Regions from separate parts of the Callithrix jacchus genome. Here region 1 is linked to region 2. A link is a contact called in public Hi-C data. All regions are on one chromosome and are shown on one strand. The core of a region is the stretch at or near the end of the contact, and the rest is flanking DNA. Distances in the headings are between cores, read along the strand shown.

What was found. A called contact is a pair of places that touch in the nucleus more often than the background predicts.
Region 1: a contact with region 2 is called in a Hi-C map of skeletal muscle, with 3 times the contacts expected there. The contact joins the enhancer-like site here to the promoter of ADPRS in region 2. A contact is called at or near these places in 3 of 3 Hi-C or Micro-C datasets (induced pluripotent stem cells and skeletal muscle).

Annotation. Positions count from the first base shown.
Region 1 is chr7:72,730,523-72,737,119 of calJac240_pri, forward strand. It overlaps TRAPPC3 (trafficking protein particle complex subunit 3), which reads right to left. Exons shown (of 3, transcript XM_009000895.4): 2 at 907-1,089; 3 at 1-458. The coding sequence ends at 339. Among named protein-coding and RNA genes, the nearest start is that of TRAPPC3, 7.8 kb to the right of the region's middle. Within about 2 kb of position 1,964, at least 2 of the 16 cell types and tissues checked have an H3K27ac peak or open chromatin away from gene starts, as enhancers often do. A contact at or near this core is called in skeletal muscle, where this site is marked.
Region 2 is chr7:72,678,421-72,684,377 of calJac240_pri, forward strand. ADPRS (ADP-ribosylserine hydrolase) reads left to right here and starts at 2,363. Exons shown (of 6, transcript XM_002750613.6): 1 at 2,363-2,590; 2 at 5,423-5,519; 3 at 5,797-5,957. The coding sequence starts at 2,380. TEKT2 (tektin 2) reads left to right here. Exons shown (of 10, transcript XM_054259138.2): 5 at 189-332; 6 at 415-529; 7 at 696-803; 8 at 931-1,074; 9 at 1,222-1,301; 10 at 1,457-1,761. The coding sequence ends at 1,670.

The DNA of each region.
Region 1 (6,597 bases), core at 714-3,213, 52 kb after region 2:
CCAGGCTTGCCTCTTAATGGGGTCAAAGTGGGTTTTGCTTTGGAAAATTCAAACAGGAATGTAAAATGGTTTGAGCACTTTTTAGTCCAACCAAGGGTGATTACATCCAGCCCTTCTCAAGGGAATGGGAGCAAAGAATGTCGCTCCTGAATGTGCACACGTGGGGTAAATGGACTATATCACAGTCTGCTCTTTATTTGAATGGAGAATGGAAACAGGTTATAAGAATATATAACATCCATGTTCAAGAGTCACTGAGTTCTGGAGGGCAGAGGAAGCACAGAGGCCTGCTGATTCCAACAGTGTTCCTGCTGGCTATCCTGGAGTCCAAGGAATGATTATTCCTCTCCAGCTGGAAGATTGTCCTCAATCCGCCTGATGAACCTCATCCGGATTTCTGTCACACCGTCTCCTTTCAGGGTATCCTGGACAAACTTGGCCTCCACAGCCATCTGGACCTGGGGGACAGTGGGAAAATGAAGGGGTAGCTGCCTGACCACAGCCTCTAAGGAACCAGTGGGGATGGGGCATAACTGACTCATCCACGGCATGTAGGGTTCGTTTCCCACAAAGACAGGATTGACAGCACCAACGTTCCCTTACAGAAGACAGTGGCCCTGACCCTTAAGGAGAAACTCAGCAAAGAATACCCAAGATTGAGACTGTCACCAAATAAGCCAATCTGACAATGGATGTTCCTGGGCTTTGGGGCCTGACAACACCATGTCCCGGGCTGGTAGGGAGAAGCATCAGCATGTAAAGATGTCTGACTTGGATCCTACCTCAGCAGCATCACCATCTCAGGCAGTGAGCCAAAGCCTTTGTTTTCTCTCTTTCATTCATTTCAACACTTATCAAGTTCCTATTGCGTCTTAGGTGTCCCAGAAGATAAAGAGCTGTACTCACCATCTCCAAGGCTCCCCGCAACACCCCACACAAGAGGTTGGAATAAATAAGGGATGAGTGGTTATCAGGAAGTTCCACAAAGTCCACCAAGGGGTTATTTTCCAAAATGAGGGAGAACTCATCACCAGCTGGGCTCCAATTAGTAATACTTGGCGTGATGCCCAAGTACATCTTGAACGCCACCTGTCAGGAGACACACAACAGCACTTTGGGGAAGAGTAGCAGTAACTGTACCACAGGGAGGGTGACAGAACTGGAACAGGGGAAGTAAGTGGCTCAGGCAAAAACCCATGGCCTCCACAAGATGATGAGGCTTTAGATACTCATGCAACAAAGGAGAAGGGTCTGTGCATGATGCTGCGCCCTCCCCTTCATGGCATCACACAATTTTGGCTGTCGTTTTGTTTTCCCAGAAACCTTTTTCTTTCCTAGGCATCATACAAGTAAGCAACAACTCACTCACTGTTTGCCTGTACCTCTCAGTGGAAGGGAGCACTCAGGGAGCACTCGTCTTCTGACATGGTGGCTGCCTGAGTGCAGAGAGGCCCTAACCCACTTCCCTGTCCTCTGACTGTGCTACCTGAATGCACCTTCTTGAAAGTGAATACATGTTACTGGGCAGAGAAAAATGTCCTACCCTATCTACCCTCCTAATTCTAAATTCTCATAAAGCTCTCTCCACTGTCAATCCTCTTTAGGATTTGGGTATGACCAGCAAGCTTACAACAGAAAGACCAATTTTTAGGTAACTGACACCACAAAGTTATGGGTGCTATGTCATTTTTTTTTTTTGAGACGGAGTCTTGCTTTGTCACCAGGCTGGAGTGCAGTGGCACAATCTCAGCTCACTACTGCAACCTCCGCCTCCCAGGTTCAAGCGATTCCTCTGCTTCTGCCTCCGGGGTAACTGGTAATTAAAGAAATTAAAAGTAACTTACCTAAACACAGAACTAAGTAAGTATCGGAGCCAGGTTTGAGTCTGTATTCCCTACCCCATGCTACTCTGCTACACCTTCACGGTGGAAGAGCTCAGGCTTTGATTTCAGTGGGGCTTTAGCCCACGGGGATTAAATGCTATTCCCTAATGACCTGGAACGCTCCTTTGGCCCAAAGAGCTGCCAACCCAGTCTTTTGGGAAAGTAAGGGCCTCTCTAAGAGAGACAGAAAGAGTGGTAAGCCGTGCCTCCCAGCAGTAATTCTTCAGCATGGACAGGTGGCCCAGAATAATGACCTTGGCAATGACATCTGCAGTTTCCCGAAAGTCATGGCACCTCCCGACATTTGACCGTGCCAAGAAATCTTCAATCAGTCGAACTCCAATGTTATAGCCCCTGGAGAGGAAATTAGAGAATAGACTATGATGGAATCTAAATATCTTATTTTTCAACATAAGGTTGTTGGTGGTAAAGGAAAAATGGGGATAATCTCAAAAACATTCCAATAAGTGAGTTCAGTGGGAATGTACCCAAACTGTTGGCTGAGAAAGAGAGAGAACCCTGTTTTAAGCTCTAAAGGACAATACAGACTCAGTGTGCTGGGAGGCCCATTTCTGTCTCTCCTGTAAAGGAGCTGCTCACTCACATTTTGTCCAGCTGTTTATTCACATCTTCATCATTTTCATAGTCCTTGCATAGCTGGGTGACCAGAGCACCATAGGTCAGGGTGAAGAGCTCAGAGCTCTAAAAGAGATTCAAAAGGCAGTCAGGACCAAGCAGCACAAAAGGGAGTGTGGTGAGAGTCTGGATCAGTCTTCATGCAACTGTCAGGATTCCCTCCACCTGTGTCTGGAGGGAAAGAACATCATCCCCTATGGAGGAGCCAGGAAATTTGGCCCATAAGTTCAAAGCGGCAGGGCTGTAGCCAGAACTACTGCAAAATGGGCTGTAGAAGGCACCTTATGCCCTAAGCAATTACTCTTCCAACACGCCAAGGTAGGCTTCTGCCAACCCGAGTCTCCACCACAGCTGTCAAGCCTCAGGTCAGGTCACCAGAATCTGGTATGGAGCAACAGCCATTCACAAGATACTGTGAAAGACCTGAAACAGGCATTTACAAACCAGCTTCTGTTGCTGGCAAGGGCGACCAATGACCAACAGCTTCTGCATATCTTTGAATGTCCTGGCCTGGAGCAAACTGCACTCCCAAGGCCCCTCCCAGAAAGAACAGAGGATCCAGGGGCCCAGTCCATGGGGAAGGAAGGACGTCCCAGACCAAGTTCATTGCACTGATGACCCCTTTCCAAAGTCACCAGCCTGGGAGAAAATAATGTTCTTAACGCACAGCTAAAATATTTCCAGAAAAAGAGATGATTCTTCAGAGGCAACTGGTTTCTATTACAATAGCAGTTAAAAATCACAGAAACTTTCTGAGATAAGGATCTTGTCACTTATCTATCAAGAAATTGATGAAGAAGTGAAATGAATGACAAGTATCAAGACTACAGAATGAAAGCAGCAGGCAGGGGGAAAGGCATTATCAGAGTTAAAGTCAGAAACATATTAACAGCACATCTGGACCAACAGATTCACTCAGAAATAGGGCTGAAAAATCAGGATAACCACCCATTGACTTCCTTCCTTCCTTCATTGTCCATGGTTATCCTGATAACCACCCATTGACAATCTGAAGCTTGTCAGGTTTGAAGCAAAGAACCTTCCTCTCTTCAAGTTTTCTGGGGAAATTTTTTTTTTTCCTTTTCATTCAAGAATTTTCTTACTAGACAACGGGGAAAAAAATTCTAAGAAATGTAAAAGCCAGGGCTCACAGACCCTAATGCTCCTCACCCCATCCCCATGGCCTGATGATGAGGGCACTGTAATAATAATAAGCTGAATGCCTTTTGCTTAAATACTGCATTCTACTTGTATCTCATTTTCTATCCCACGATAACACAGTAATCTAGGAAAGGCAGGAATTAATCCCACTTTAGAGATGAGGAAACTGAGACCCAGAATGGTTAAAGAATGTGCCCAAAGACAAACAGCTAATTACTGAAAAAAGTAGCCAGATGCGGTGGCTCACGCCTGCAATCCTAGCACTTCGGAAGGCTGAGGCAGGCGGACTGCCTGAGCCCAGGAGTTCGAGACCAGCCTGGGCAACCACGGTGAAACCTCGTCTCAACTAAAAATAGGAATAATTAGCTGGGCGTGGAGCTTGCGCCTGTAGTCCCAGATACTCGAGAGGCTGAGGTAGGAGAATTGCTTGAACCCGGGAGGAAGAGGTTGCAGTGAACCACTGCACTCCTGCCTGGGTGATAGAGCGAGACTCTGTCTCCATTTAAAAAAAAGAAAAAGGAAAAGGAAAAAAGTAATTTTGGGGGAAAAGAAATCAAAGGTTTCCAAGTCAATGGTCAACCTACCCACTGTTCCCCCCAACTGTAATAAGCCCTCCTCAAAAAAACAAAAATAGAAACAAATAAAAAAAATACCCAAAAACGTAGCTGCACTAGTCAAAGAAAATCAGTTTCAGGATCAGGAGGCCCTTTGAACTCAACTAAAACAGTCACATCAGTGTCTCCAAGAGACTGTTTACCAAATACGGGAATTAAGGGGAAGCTGTTAAGGCAGGGAAGGATTTTTTTTTTAGTAAAGTCAAGGGCTTGGCATTAGAATGGTTTGGGTATGAATGGATGGAAACAATCCAGCAGTTACCAGTCCAGGGAATTGGCACCACTGCATTAAATCAGGAGAGCTTTCATTTCATTATTAATGAGCCCTTGGATGGAGACTCCAAAAGCCTCAGCCCACCATGATGCCAAGTAACAAACAAATCATGACAGTATCAAGCACCTTATACATGCAGCTACCCCCTATTTACCAATAAGAAAAACCAAGGTGCTGGACAGATCTGTTGGTGGTCATAAAATCAATATAACTGGGCTCTGGGAATGGGATCCCTGAGTTAGGCTCTCCATACCCTCTCCTGATTTGCAAGTCTGTTTTCATCCTCAATTACGAACTAAGCCGTTGTAGAACTGTGAGTGACATAAATGTATAACTTAAAGGCCTTTATGCTTTAAAAATAGAAGTAAGGGCCAGGTGCAGTAGTTCACGCTGGTAATTCCAGAACTTTGGGAGGCTGAGGCAAGAGGATCACTTGAGCCCAAGAATTTGAGACCAGCCTGAGCAACATACTGAGACTCCAACTTTACAAAAAAATTTTAAAAATTAGCCAGGCATGGTGGTACATGCCTATAGTCCCAGCTACTTGGGAGGCTGAGGTGGGAGGATGGCTTGAGCCTGGGACATCAAGCCTGCAGTGAGCTGTGACTGCACCTCTGTACTCCCACCAAGGTAAAAGAGACCCTGTCTCAAAAAAATAAAAATAAATATAAACAAATAAAATAGGAGTGGGGCTATGGTTTAGGAAAAACAAATCATTTATTCAACATTTTCTGCGTACCAGGCTATCTAACAGGACGGAGAGAGACAATACAGCCAAATAAAATACATGATTTGCCAGATGGTGATAGGTGCTATGGAGAAAAATAAAGCACAAAACCAGATTAGGGGCTATTTACATATGCGTGTGAATGTGTGGAGGTGGTCATTTTAATAGAGTAGTCAGGGAAGGCCTCACTAAAGTGATATTTGGTAAGCCTGGATGAAAAAATTCTAGGCACTAATTGTAAAGATTCTGAGGCGAAAGTATGCCTGGTGTGCCTGCGAAATAGCAGGAGACCCTTGGCATTAGAGAACAGTAAGCAAGAGAGAACAGAAGAGGAAATCAGAGAAGTAACAGGAGGTTGCAGAGTCTGAAGACCTGGGTTTCAGCCCTTTCGACCTTTAAAACAAAACTTCTCATAGGATCATAAAGGTCAGCCAGTCCAACCAGCCCACTTTCTTCACGACACACACCACATTTCTGCAACCACCAGAAACACGAATCTCTTCTGCAACACATCTATTTTCATAATAGTTTGTCATAACAACCATGAGAGGTTAGCAGAACAAATATTATTCATCCTCATTTTACAGGTGATGGTTAAGTAACTGAGACTCGACAGCCTCCTTATAGTTGAGCATCTGTAAAATGATGACAATGCTACTTGCCTTTCAAAGTTACTCTGCAATTCCAATGAAATTTCAATCAGATAATGTTTGTGGAGCACCTGTTGCACAGGAGTACCCAAGAAATACATTCTTATTTTTATTCTTAAACTGGTTCCATGTGGTGTAGTGCTAGAAAGCACCCTGAACTAGGTTCAAGGAGGTCAAGTACAGCATTTTGGGAGGCTGAGGCAGGCAGATCATCTGAGGTTAGGAGTTCGAGACCAGCCTGGCCAATGTGTTGAAGCCCGGTCTCTACTAAAAATACAAAAATTAGCTGGGCATGGTGGTGGGTGCCTGTAATCAAACTACTTGGGAGGCTGAGCTGAGAGAATCACTTGAACCCAGGAGGCAAAGGGTGCAGTGAGCCAAGATAGAGCTATTGCACTCCAGCCTGGGAAACAAGAGCGAGACCTCCATCTCGGGGTGGGGGGGGGGGGAGGAGGACAAGTAATAAGGAAGGAGGTTTTGAATCAATATAAACAACTTTCTGGCTGGGCATGGTGGCTCATGCCTGTAATCCCAGAACATTGGGAGGCCGAGGTGGGGGTCAGAGTTGGTCACCTGAGTCCAGAAGTTTAAGATTAGCGTAGGAAACAGAGTGAGACCCCATCTTTACAAAAAATAGAAAAAATTAGCTGGG
Region 2 (5,957 bases), core at 1,113-3,612:
TAGGGCATGTGGGGGAGGTCAGCAGTTTCATCCAGCTATGCTGCTCTTGGTCTCATTGGCTGCAGCTCCATTATCTTCTACTGGGAAGGGTCACCCCAGCCTCCTCTTCCTGCGGTGTTCCTTAGCACAGCCAGGCCTGCCTCTGGGCCTTGGGAGATGGTTCCTGATGGATTCTGCGCTTTCCCCAGCCTCCTGCAGGAAGTCCGACAGCAGCTCCACTCTGACCATCGGGGCAAAATGGAGACACTGGAGATTGACAGAGGCTGTCTCTCTCTTAACCTCAAGTCCCCAAACATCTCTCTGAAGGTCAACCCCACACGTGTCCCTGATGGGTAAGAAGAATGTCTCAGCCAGTCTCCCCTCCTCCCCTCCCAGGCCACACCCTCCTGACCCCCATTTCCCTGCTGCCCGCAGCTCCACCACACTCCAGCAGTGGGATAACTTCAGTCAGTTCAACAAGGACCGAGCAGAGGCTGAGATGAAAGCAGCTAGGGAGCTGAGGGAGGCCATTGCCCTAACTATTGCTGAGGTGATGGGCCACCCACCCATGGTTCATGGATGGCCCCAGTGTGCGCTCAGCCCATAAATTCTGTTCCCTGCTGTGCACGTGGCCCCCATACCCTCGCCTGAGTAATATCCTCAGTTGGCCGTGAGTATAGACCCTTGCCTTGCCCTGTTTATGTTTTCTCCTTCAGACCAACAACGAGCTTGAAGCCCAGAGAGTTGCAATGGAATTTGCCTTCAGGAAGCGGCTGCGGGAGATGGAGAAAGTGTACAGTGAGCTCAAGTGGCAAGAGAAGAATGTGAGCTTGTATTGGGGCCTGGATGTCCAGCCATGGGATGACGAGCCACCTGCCCCCGCCAGGAGGCCCTGGACCAGCCGCACATGGCGAGTCCAGCTGGTGGAGACCTGTCACTCTGTCCCTGCAGACCTTGGAGGAGATCGCTGAGCTGCAGGAGGACATCCGGCACCTGGAGGAGGATCTGCGCAGAAAGTTCCTGAGCCTGAAGCTGTCCCATACCCGGCTAGAGGCCAGAACCTACCGGCCCAATGTGGAACTCTGCCGGGACCAGGTGAGAGGGCATCCCAGTGGGGCATGGGCCCCCTGGCCAAGGTTTTCTCATGTTCCTGATGGAGCAAGGGCACTGCTGTCACGGGGCAGCACTCAGATAAGGACAGTGTGGCTGACCTGGAACTCCCAACCCTTCTGCGGCCTCCAGGCACAGTATGGCCTCACCGATGAGGTTCACCAGCTACAGGCAACCATTGCGGCCCTGAAGCAGAAGCTGGCGCAAGCACAGTAGGTCTGGAGAGTGGTGGGGGGGCAGTGAGGCCCTGCCCATCAGTGCAGCCTCTGCTGGCTCCCTGCGGCTGTCCTCTTGACTGAAGGCTGTGCACGCAGCCCAGGCCTCCCAGCCTCAAGGGGGCTGGGGGGTTGTCAACGCCCCTCCCTAGGGATGCACTGGACGCACTGTACAAGCACCTGGCCCGGCTGCAAGCTGACATCACCTGCAAGGCCAACTCCATGCTGCTGGACACCAAGTGCATGGACACGCGGCGCAAGCTGACCGTGCCTGCTGAGAAGTTTGTGCCTGAGGTGGACACCTTCACACGTACCACAAATAGAACCCTGAGTCCACTCAAAAGCTGCCAGCTGGAGCTGGCCTAGCCCTGCAGGGCTGCGGGAGGAAGGCAGGAGGGTAGGGTGGGCAACGGAAGCAGGGAGGAGGGAATGAATGGAATAAATGCGGAGGATCTCAGGCCGTCTGTTCTCTGCCCCACTGTGTGTAGCCAGCAGGAAGAGGGTTCTTGGCCACCCTTCTGTCTAAGGAGGAGCAAAGATGGGGAACACCATTCCCCTGAAGTCCATGCACCAAATCCAGTTCCTTCCCCTCCCCTCAGGGAACCCCTCTCTGGGCTAGGCCAGCACTCCTGGGCTCCAGCAGCGCCGTCTCTACGTTGCTGTGCCCCAGCTGGCCCCTTGCCCGCCCTCTTCATGCGTAAGTGAGGCTCACAGAAGGAAAGGGAGGGCTTGGGGTCCCAGCTTCGGTGTGGAGGACCGCCTGCGAGTGCGGAGTTAGGAGTATTCGCCTGCGGGAGACAGTGGCCTGGAGTGGTCCAGTGGTCTGGCTCAGTGCCCATCCCCCAGGGACCCATAGTGGCCTTCCCGCCCAGTTGGCCCAGTGATGAGGAGCGGAAAGAACTGGGGACTGAAAGCACAGGCTGGCGGGAGCCGCGCGGCGCCGCGACTCCGGGCCGCTGGGTGGCGCTGTAAGCCGGACGGCGGAGCGGAGACTCCAGGCCCCAGGGAGCGCAGCGGGCCAGAAGTAGGGAAGCCGCGCGGGTGGCACCGGAAGTGGCGAGTGTCCGGCGCGCGGATGGCGGCGGCGGTGATGGCGGCGGCGGGCGGCAGAGGGGCTGGTGCGGCCCGCTCCCTCTCGCGCTTCCGAGGCTGCCTGGCTGGCGCGCTGCTCGGGGACTGCGTGGGCTCCTTCTACGAGGCCCACGACACCGTCGACCTGACGTCAGTCCTGCGTCACGTCCAGAACCTGGAACCGGACCCTGACACGCCCGGGAGCCAGCGGACAGGTGGGCGGGGCCAGGCGCAAGTCGGAGGCCGTGCTGGGGGGAGGCCAGAGGGGCACGGAGCCTCCGGGGACTACTGGTCAGGGGTGCGGGGGGGATGGCTGCCGAGGGCGCCGGGGTCAGGGCCGGGTGACCCACAACAGCTTGGCCTCAGCGAGTGCTAGCGCGATCTCCGGCCTTAGGCGTCTCGCCCCGAACATCCCCTGCTCGGGCGTGGCAGCACCGGGGCCGCAACAGTGCTGGGCGGAGGCCTGGGCGATGCTGTCTCGGGTTGCGCCTGGTCGGGTGTATAGAGGCTCCTATGGGTCTTCTGGGGTCGCCTCCGGATAAGCCCATCGTAAGCTGAAAATACCCGAGGAGCCTACTGAATGCGTATTAGCATTATCGGAAAGCCGAAAAAAACTTAAGTTGAACCATCCTAAGCCGGGTACCGTCTGTCGCCCTTGCCTACTTAACCTGTTTTTCCTGGTTCTCTGGAGAGTGTAAATCAGCAGGTTTTCCACCACGCAGGGCGTCCTCTGGAAGACGGACTCTAATCTCATCCTTCCCCGCCTGAAACCCTGATGTGATTTCCCATTACCCTTAGTACAGAGCCACATTTTTTATTTTATTTTATTTTTTTGAGACGGAGTTTCGCAGTTGTTACCCAGACTGGAGTGCAATGGCACGATCTCGGCTCACCGCGACCTCCGCCTTCTGGGTTCCAGCAATTCTCCTGCCTCAGCCTCCCAAGTAGCTGGGACTACAGGCGCGCACCACCATGCCCAGCTAATTTTTGTATTTTTAGTAGAGACGGGGTTTCACCTTGTTGACCAGGATGGTCTCGATCTCTTGAGCTCGTGATCCACCCGCCTCGGCCTCCCAAAGTGCTGGGATTATAGGCGTGAGCCACGGCGCCTGGCCCAGAACCACATTTCTTAATGTGTCCGAAGTGGCCTGGCCCTCCCGGACGTCTGCAGTTTCATCTTCCACCAACCTTGGCCTTGCTTTCTGTTCTTGGGTTCCTCACACCATGCTTCCTCTAGGCCAGGCGTTTGCATATGCTGTCTTACCTGTAAAACTAACTTCCCTTCCCTTTTCCTTCCCGTGTGCTGTCAGCTCATCACTCAGATCCCGACTCAGGTAGCAGGTGTGAGGTCAAGCAGAGGAGGTGAATCTTCTTGGAGAGCAGGTAGAATAGTAAGAAAAACGGGCCATAGTCAGAACCCTGGAGAACACCTGTAATTAAGAGGGAAGTAGTGAGGGAGGGAAGGGGGCAAGGGAAGGAAACAGTTTGATAGGTGGAGAAGGGCATGGATATCAACGAAACCTAGGAAAAGATTTTCAAGATGAAGACACTGATCACTGGTGATGTGCTACAGAGACATGAAGTAGGAGGAGATCTGGATCTAGAAACTGTCATTTTCAAGCTGGGTATGGTGGCATACACCTGTAATCCCAGCTACTGGGAGACTGATCACCCAGGAGTTTGAGACTGGCCTGGGCAACATGGCAAGATCCTGTCAACAAAAAAGAAAAGCAGGCCGGGTGGGGTGGCTCATGCCTGTAATCCCACCACTTTGGGAGGACAGCGCAGGCTGATCACAAGGTCAGGAGCTTGAGACCAGCCTGACCAACATGGTGAAACCCATCTCTACTATAAATACAAAAATTAGCCACGTGTGGTGGCGCACACCTGTGGTGGCGCACACCTGTAATCATAGCTACTTAGAAGGCTGAGGCAGGAGAATCACTTGATCCCGGGAGGCAGAGGTTGCAGTGAGCTGAGATTGTGCCACTGCACTCCAGCCTGGGCTACAGAGCGTGACTCCATCTCAAAAAAAAAAATGAAAGAAGAAAAGAAAAACAAAAACAAAAAGACAGCTGCAAGGATGGCAGCCAGAAGGGGATGGAAGTTTTCCTTCAGAAATCAGCAGATCAAAGCATGATGTGGGCTAATACATACATACATACATAAAATAGAAAGCAGCAGGATGTGGTGACTGATTTGGAATAAAGAATTACCGAAAATCTCAAAGCTGAGATCCTAAGGCTTCCCAGGGCCCAGGAAAGTGGGAATGAGAAGCTGACTTAAGGTCATTTTAGATGTGGTAACTCTAAAACTTGAGCAGGGGCTGGGCACAGTGCATCACAATTGTAATCCCAGTGATTTGGGAGAGGCCACTTGAGTCCAAGAGTTTGAGACCAGCCTGGCAATAGGATGAAACCCACCTAGCAATAGGATGAAACTCTGTCTTTACAAAAAAAAAAAGCTGGGTATAGTGGTATGCATCTGTAGTCCCAGCTACTCGGGAGGCTGGGGCAGCAGGATCTTTGAGCCTGGGAGGTTGAGACTGCAGTGAGCCATGGTCGTACCACTGCACTGCAGCCTAGGCAACAGGACAAGACCCTGTTTCAAAAAAGTAATTAAATAAAATAATAAGATATAAACTAAAATAAACAGTGAGCAGGGCCAGGCACAGTGGCTCATGCCTGTAATCCCAGCTCTTTGGGAGGCCAAGGCAGGAAGATTGCTTGAGCCCAGGAATTCGAGACCAATCTGGTCAACAGAGTGAGACCCTGTCTCTACAAGAAGTAAGATTAGCTGGATATGAGGATGTATGCCTGTAGTCCCAGCTACTTGAGAGGCTGAGGTAGGAGGATGGCTTGAGCCCAGGAGTTCAAGACTGCAGTGAGCCATGATTGCACCAGTGCACTCCAGCCTGGGCAACAGAGTAAGACTGTCTGTCTGTCTGTCTGTCTCTCTCTCTCTCTCACACACACACACACACACACACACAAAAGACAAATAAAAGGTGAGCAGGAGGCTCTTATCCTCCCTCCTCTGCCCCACAGAAGCCTTGTACTACACAGATGACACAGCCATGGCCAGAGCCCTGGTGCAGTCCCTGCTAGCCAAGGAGGCCTTTGACGAGGTGGACATGGCTCACAGGTGAGGGGGATGGTCCTGGGCTTAGGCAAACCAGGTGGGCAAAGTTATTGCACCCCTTGGCCAGAGGAATGACATCTGTGCATGCCCATGCCCCCACCCTCCACAGGAGCCTGTGTCTGGCTGGCACAGCTTCCTAAGCTAAAACAGCAGCACTGCTGGTGCAGGCTCCTTAAGCCCCTAAGGCTTCCTCTTTTTCCAAACCAGTCTCAATTTCTTGTCTCCCAACCCTTAGAGGTGTCTTGTAAATCCCAATTCTGTCTCCCCTTCTTTTCGCTAGATTTGCTCAGGAGTACAAGAAGGACCCTGACCGGGGCTATGGTGCTGGAGTAGTCACTGTCTTCAAAAAGCTCCTGAACCCCAAATGTCGCGATGTCTTTGAGCCTGCCCGGGCCCAGTTTAACGGGAAAGGCTCCTATGGCAATGGAGGTGCCATGAGGG